2 separate regions of the Gossypium hirsutum genome follow, and region 1 is linked to region 2. Evidence: chromatin contacts called from public Hi-C data. All regions are on one chromosome and are shown on one strand. Each heading gives the region's core, a stretch centred on a gene start, on an enhancer-like site or on the middle of the called end of the contact. The rest is flanking DNA. Distances are from core to core; before and after follow the strand shown. Region 1 overlaps LOC107919828 (inactive poly [ADP-ribose] polymerase RCD1). Region 2 has its middle 13 kb from the start of LOC121205072.

Evidence for each region. Hi-C and Micro-C count contacts between places; a contact is called where the count stands out from the background.
Region 1: a Hi-C map of leaf shows a contact between it and region 2, with 3 times the contacts expected there. The contact joins two enhancer-like sites. A contact is called at or near these places in 9 of 34 Hi-C or Micro-C datasets (callus, leaf and petal).

Annotation. Positions count from the first base shown.
Region 1 is chrA08:111,635,800-111,639,537 of Gossypium_hirsutum_v2.1, forward strand. It overlaps LOC107919828 (inactive poly [ADP-ribose] polymerase RCD1), which reads left to right. Exons shown (of 10, transcript XM_041074793.1): 8 at 155-340; 9 at 855-950; 10 at 1,060-1,490. The coding sequence ends at 1,122. Among protein-coding and RNA genes, the nearest start is that of LOC107919828, 6.7 kb to the left of the region's middle. Within about 2 kb of position 1,867, at least 7 of the 9 cell types and tissues checked have an H3K27ac peak or open chromatin away from gene starts, as enhancers often do. A contact at or near this core is called in leaf, where this site is marked.
Region 2 is chrA08:111,718,406-111,721,764 of Gossypium_hirsutum_v2.1, forward strand. It overlaps the pseudogene LOC121204609. Among protein-coding and RNA genes, the nearest start is that of LOC121205072, 13 kb to the right of the region's middle. Within about 2 kb of position 1,491, at least 5 of the 9 cell types and tissues checked have an H3K27ac peak or open chromatin away from gene starts, as enhancers often do. A contact at or near this core is called in leaf, where this site is marked.

The DNA.
Region 1 (3,738 bases), core at 617-3,116, 82 kb before region 2:
CTGAGGCAGTCTTTATTCCTATGTTTTGTGTCATACAGCAACACAAAACAACCTTTGTACTTTTAAGATATTTTCAGGCGGAAATGGCAGTCCTGATAATTCGTATATCTTGTGAGGTTTACTTATGTTTGCTGCTGATATTCTTGTCATTTAGGGGAGTACTAAACACCAAAATTCAGATTCAGGGGGATCCCAAGAAAATGATCCTAGTCTGGGTTCAAACACTTCAAAGACCCCTAAATCCCCTTGGATGCCTTTCCCTATGTTGTTTGCTGCTATCTCAAATAAGATTCCTCGTATGGATATGGACCAAGTTGCTAATCATTATGAACTGTTCAGGGTATGTTTAGTAAGATGTTTAATTGTTGGTTTCTAGGGGTGTAAGTGAGACACTAGTGTCCGCAAGCTACTCGAGTTCGACTTGGAGAAAATTCGAACTTGATTTGATACTTATCAAGCCAAGTCGAGCTATTGATCAAGTTGAATTCGAGCTTGTAGTACTTGACTTGAATATCTTGCGAGCCTTATCGAACTTTTCATATTTTTATACTATTAAATTATGTTATTACCCTTAATATATATTATTAACCCTAAGCTTAATTATTGAGTTGAGCTCGAGGTCAAGTACAAAAATTGGTAAATGAGCTTGATTGAGCTCAAGCTTAAGTAGCTCGATTATATCTCAAGCTAAGCTTGAGCTTAAAAATAGATGTTGGATCAAGCTCGAGCTGAGTATCGAGCTTGAGCGTGGCAGTATTGGGCTTGGCTTGGCTTGATTACACCCCTATTGGTTTCTCTATGGTTTTAAATAAAGCTTCTAATTCTTCTGTGTTATATCTTTTTTGCTCCGTAAGGCAAAGAAGATAACTCGTGATGATTTTGTCAAAAAGTTGAGATTGATAGTTGGAGATAATTTGCTGAGGTCAACAATAACTTCACTACAAAGCAAGGTATGATTTTAAATCCTTGGTCTGTTTTAATTACTCTGCAATGCAATACCACTACAAAATGTTGATTTGATTTAACGTTAATCTAATTTAGTTTTCTGGCAATTTGCAGATACCATCGAGGCATGAATTAGAGGTGGCAAAACAGAACATGAAGGGTCCTGGAAGCCTTTGAGTTTTACCATTTTCACGTTTAGGTGTGGAAGGCTTTGCTGCTTGGTATCCTCAAAAGCTGTTGGTGCTATTGGGTGACTTCAGCTTGCTTCTTGTTATCAAAATGCATCGACATGATAAGGACATGTTTGAAGGTACTTGTAGGAGTCTTAGCACTGCTTTGTTTTTTAATGGTGTAATTGTTCGGTATATCTCCTAGTCTCTAGTAGCATTGATTTGGTATTTGCTCAAAACTGAAGAACTCGTTTTCAACCTGAACCGGCTTGCTAGCCAACTCTATCCTTTTTTTCTTTTGGTTTTCAATTTTTTTTCTGAATGTGGACGTGGTGCATCGTTCTCTTATAATAAATAAATAATTGTTGCCTGACATTTCTACGAGTTCTTTTGGGCGTTTAAATGTAATACCGGAGAGGAGGGGAGCTTCCAACTTCCAAAAGTAAAAGAAACGTGCCGAAGATCAATTGTGGTAAACTTGGTGCCGCCTGTCCATATCCCATGGTCATGTGCGAGATTAGGATGGCACGCCAGAGATAAAGGATTAAGTCGTTTGGAATGAGGAAGTCAATTATCGGGTAAGATGATTGGGGGATCGTAGATAAATACCTAAGAGCAACCATTTGGTTAATGTCAGTGGAGCCCCCAGCACTTCAGATTGATGTTTCTTTATGGAGTTGCATGGGACCGGCTAGTTGACAATGACTCCCATGACTCGTGGTATAAGAGCAACCATTTGGTTAATGTCAGTGGAGCCCCCAGCACTTCAGATTGATGTTTCTTTATGGAGTTGCATGGGACCGGCTAGTTGACAATGACTCCCATGACTCGTGGTATATTTGCAAATTGCAATTGCACCAGCCATTGGTTCTTTACTCTTGAGCAATGAAAAGAAAAAGAGTGCAATTGGTACCGGCTTGCTTCACAGCAAAGTGAAGTTGGATTAATCTTCAGTTTCCCCCCAAATAAAATCTGTTGGACGTTTCATTATATCTGGTTTTCCATTAAGTCTTTAGGTCATGATATAGGAAATGGGCTAGGACAAACGAGGGCTTTAGTTTTTGACCCAGTTCAATGAGACGCGGGCCTGATGATCCATCTTCAGAAAATGAAAGTGATTGAAGACTTTGCAGTATTACGAGCAAAAGATGAAAACATCTGTTTTGGATGGGGAACAGAGCAATTTAATGAGCAGCTTTACAGATTTCTCTTTATTGCTTCATTATGAACTGTAAAGAACAACGGGAAATTTTTCTCTTTTACATGCATTGTATTTAGAGAGATTCTTTTCTTGTACCTTCCCCGGGTTTGAAACTTTGAACCTTGAGGTAAACATCCGAATTTACACCTTTGACACACACCCCAAAAAAAAAATCCATAAAAAACATAGACCAAAAGAATCAAGCAGCTAGTTTACTAGTCTACGACACTGAAATAATAATAGAAAGAAGAATAAACATATGGGAAATTAACCTAAAGAAAAAAGGGGAAAAAAAAAAAGGGTGGTCCACTTACGGTATCTGAGTAGTGGGGAGGGTTAATGAGAGAGTTCAGTGGTTGTGGTAGTCTCCTTCCCATGGACCACCAGAAGATAAATTGATTCAGCATTTGTCACATCATACCATCACCTTGCATTAAAAGCTCCTAATTATGAATGAATGATTCATATCTGACTTTCAATATTTCAAAAAACTAAAAAATAAAAAAGGAGGGGTCTTCTGACATCTTCACTTCACCTTCCCTTAGCTTTTCACATTCTCAAAACATACCCCCAAATCTTTCCTCCACTATCTAATTCATCCCTTTTGTATTAAAAGTTGCAATAAATCTTTAAAACCGTACGTATGATATTTGTTACCAATATTAAAATAAAATAAAGGAGAGAGATGACATGAATGACAGTTTTAGGTTTTGCTGTACAATGTACATATAACTCCAAGAGAAAAGAGTGGTTAATTTATCAATCAACAGGGATAGTAAAAGTTTGGTGTGGTTAATTTATGGCTTGATGCTCTATCATTATTAATGCAAGTTGGACTTGGAAAATCGAACCCAACTAATTACAACTACTCTTTTATTTCTTTTGCTTTTTTGCCTTTTACCTGCCTAAGTCTGTCATGTTTTTATTATTTCCTTTGGAATATTCTTTCGGTGTCAGCACTGAATTATATCTTCAAACAAGCTACTAATTTAATATAGGAATAATTAAAAAAATTACTTTTAAGACAAGACAAGTTCTTTGTTTTAGAAGCTTGTAACGTTATACGCTGAATATTTTTAAGACAAGACAAGTTCATTAATTATAAAAACATATATGAAATTCACTCTCTCTAGATGATTAGTAGGTTGGAGCAATGTTTAGAGGGTCCGGAAAACAACACAATCGCTGGCAACTAAAGAAAAAGCCTAAAATTATTTAATGCTAGACGAAACTGAAAAATCCAACGCATAAAGTTGTTGGACCAACATGCTTTTGCCTAGTAAAATCTATAATAAGGGAGATAAAATTCTCGGGATTGTAAAAAATAAATTGAAACAGTGACGCCGGGATTAATCTTTCTTAAAAGGGCACCCATTAATTTTTTATTAAATTAAAAACCAAAGTAGAGCAGACTAGGGCGTT
Region 2 (3,359 bases), core at 241-2,740:
TTGATCGTCTAGTCTATCTATTTTTTCTTTTCTAAAAGGAAATTTGGGTCTATGTTTGAAGATATAAAAAGGATTAATAAATTCTCCATGCAAAACATAGAGGAATATCTAATTGGTGGAACAAGACGGGTGAAAATTCCAAAACCCTAGCTAAAAATGTGGAATAAAAAGCAATAATTCTCCATTGGGAGGAATTTGTAGGTACCACTTTCAGGGAAGCTTCCTCTCGGCAATTAGACATTCAATCATCTTTTTGAAAAGCTAAACATCAAAGTCTATGGCTTTTTTCCCTTTCTTAATTTAAAGTGCCAATGACAAACAACGAGGATTACGATGAACATTGTTCTTTATTCAGCTATCAAAGGAGTAGAATTTCGTCATTATCTGATATACAAATTCATTTCAAAACGTAATTTCATTTCAAAAGTTTTAGGGTAGATAAACATCAAATTCCCAATGTTTAGGTATATGATAAGGCAAAAGTACTATAAAAGCCCATGTACTAAAAGTTCGATTACATTTTGACTTCTCTACTAAAAAAATAGGCAAATTAATCACTATACATTAAATCAATGAGCAAATTGATCCTTTTGTTAAAAAATTTCATTCATTTTTATTGTTAAAGCTTACCCCCATATATTAACATAGCACATCATGTATCACTATCTAATTATTCTGTCAGCTAAATTAACTTTTAATAATACAAATGAATGAATTTTTTAAACATAAATGACTAATTTATTTTTTTAATTTAATATATATAGACTAATTTATCCATTTTTAATAAAAGAGATAAAATATATAGAAACATGTACTATACTTTCCACAGGAACCAAAACGACTAATTCGAAATTGAAGGGGTTTCTTTATTTAGTTTTTATTTTTTATTTTTGCTTTTGCTTTTTGACTATACCTTTCTATATAAACTTTGATATATGTGATTTTTGGAGAAAAGGCGTCAAAACTTCTCCTTTTCATTTCCTCTTTCTTTATTGTATTTTACCCAACAAATTTGAAGGTAAATACTATCATTACTTCTGAGATCATATATTATACTTGAAAGACTTTTTAGTGCTTTTTTCCCCTTTGTTTACAAAGTGTAAAGCATGTAAAATTGCTTTTAAAAAAAGAAAAGAGAGGCCAAATAAACCCCATACTGAGGCTTTGGTAAAAATAAGCTAAAAATTATATTAGAAATGTAAAGTGCTCCATTACAATTACCAAGGATCACTTCAAATATAGTTCATACTTTTAAGATAGTTAAAAGGGGTCACTCTCTCCCTCTCTTTTTTCTCTCTATCTTTTTCATCTTTCTTCTCTCTCTCTCTCGCTCTCGCTCTCTCTCTCTCTCTCTCTCTCTCTCTCTCTCTGTCACTAAGTGCAAAACATACAAAATCAATTAGATTTCATATTTACGTAGGAATATAATATTTTGATATGGATCTCTCAAGGCTGCTTTGATAGGAAGGACGTGTGCTTTTCTTTTGCCATCCCCCTCTCTCCTTTTGTTGCTCTCTGTCTTTCTTGTCTCTTTGTCTGTCTTTAGTTGCTCTCTTTTTCTTTTCATAATCTGATATTCTTTTTAATATATATATATAATATGAGAGGGTACCTGATTCTCTTCACCAACTCCCCCTTCTCCTCTCTTCGGAGTCAGAGATATATATGATCATTTCAAAATGAGCAGTACACATCCTAATATATAAAATCATTTATATCTATATCAATGTGGAACCCCCAATGTGAACTCCAAATTAGGCTTCTTGGAGCATGTCTCTGAAAGGCTTGATGAGCTTACATCTGATATTCTCTCATAGCTTAAGCACTTTGGATCCATATCCTTCTGCACTCAAAATTAAATAAAATAAATAATAAAGCAAATCATCAAAAGCAATGAATTACTAGCCGCTACTAGTTTTTATGCATTAGCATTCATTTTGAACAGTATAGCCTAGCGTACTAAGCCTGGTACAGCTCCTCTCCTGTGTGCCACTCCCGACACTATTCTTTAGCATTACAATTATCTCTCCTGGTGCATTAGTCATAATTTGACCCCATCTACAACCATGCATGTTTCAAGGTCAAACCAATGAGCTTGATATGGGTCAAGAGGATTGGGTTTATGATAAATGCATGTTAAGTAAATTTGATGATGAGGCCTGAGCTAGGGAGGGTTCTTCAAAGAACCAAAAAAGGAACTTTTAACAATCATAACCCCCCCCCCAACACACACACACACACACCCACACCTACCCGGCTCTTTTTCTTTACTTTTCATTAAAAAAAAACAAAAAAGACTAAAAGCCACCTTGAGTTGGGGCTTTGCTTTCTGTTTAAGAACATTGAAAAACAAGGATTCAAAATCAACGTTTTCAAAAATCAAACCAGGAAATGATGCAAATTAGAAATGTACATGCCTCCATGAAAGAAGAAGGAAAAAAATTGGGTCCACCTTTTTGGTATACCTTTTTCATTTTATATTGGTGTTTATATAAATATATATATATTAGCATCATTAGAATGCAGGAAAAAAGTTGGAAAGAGGAGGTTATTTGGGGAAATAAAAGGTTAGAAATTAGAACCTGGAGAGATGGTAAGTTTAGAGGAGAATCATTAGGTTTGCCATGCAGCCAAGCTTCCCTGTTAGAAACCAACACAAAGAGAGAATATTTGCTATCAGTGGAGGCCATGCATGCATGCAGAAGAAAAAGCAAACTGAGAAAAGAAATCTATCTTTTACTGTCTCGTTTATGGTTGTTGCTCACACACACACTTTACATTTTATGCTGATTGAAATAAAGTGAAAGCCATGTGATTGCCCATTACCCATAACAACAACAGACCACAAAGAAGGTTCAAAGGCATACCTTTAATACCAATATACAATAAATATTTCCACTAATGGGGCCACCAGTGAGTTTAGCTTTGAGACTAAGTTTTCCATTTGTAGGACCCATTTATTAGCCTTATATCCGAGCCCACAAAATCCTAAGGAAAGAGATATCTCCATTTTTAGGCGGATTTGTCATTTGGGAATTTGGATTCTCTCAAGTCTTGGAATGATAAGGCCATCAGTGGGTGCTTTCCTTTTCCTTTTTTTTTTAATTTACTCACCCTTTTTTTACCACACCCACCTCCACCATCTCAATTTGTGCCTCAGATTCTAAATAACTAGTATTATAATTACTCCATCATGGTGATGGCTTGTCGTCGACAGATAGAACAAAGAACCTAATTCACTTCTCCCCTCTTTTCGTGATTTCTAGCGTTTTGCATGTAACTATGTTTTGTATTTTGCATGTAATGGTGGAGAGAGAAAATGCCTATATAAATAAAGGTAAAGTCGAAGAGATTGAAGG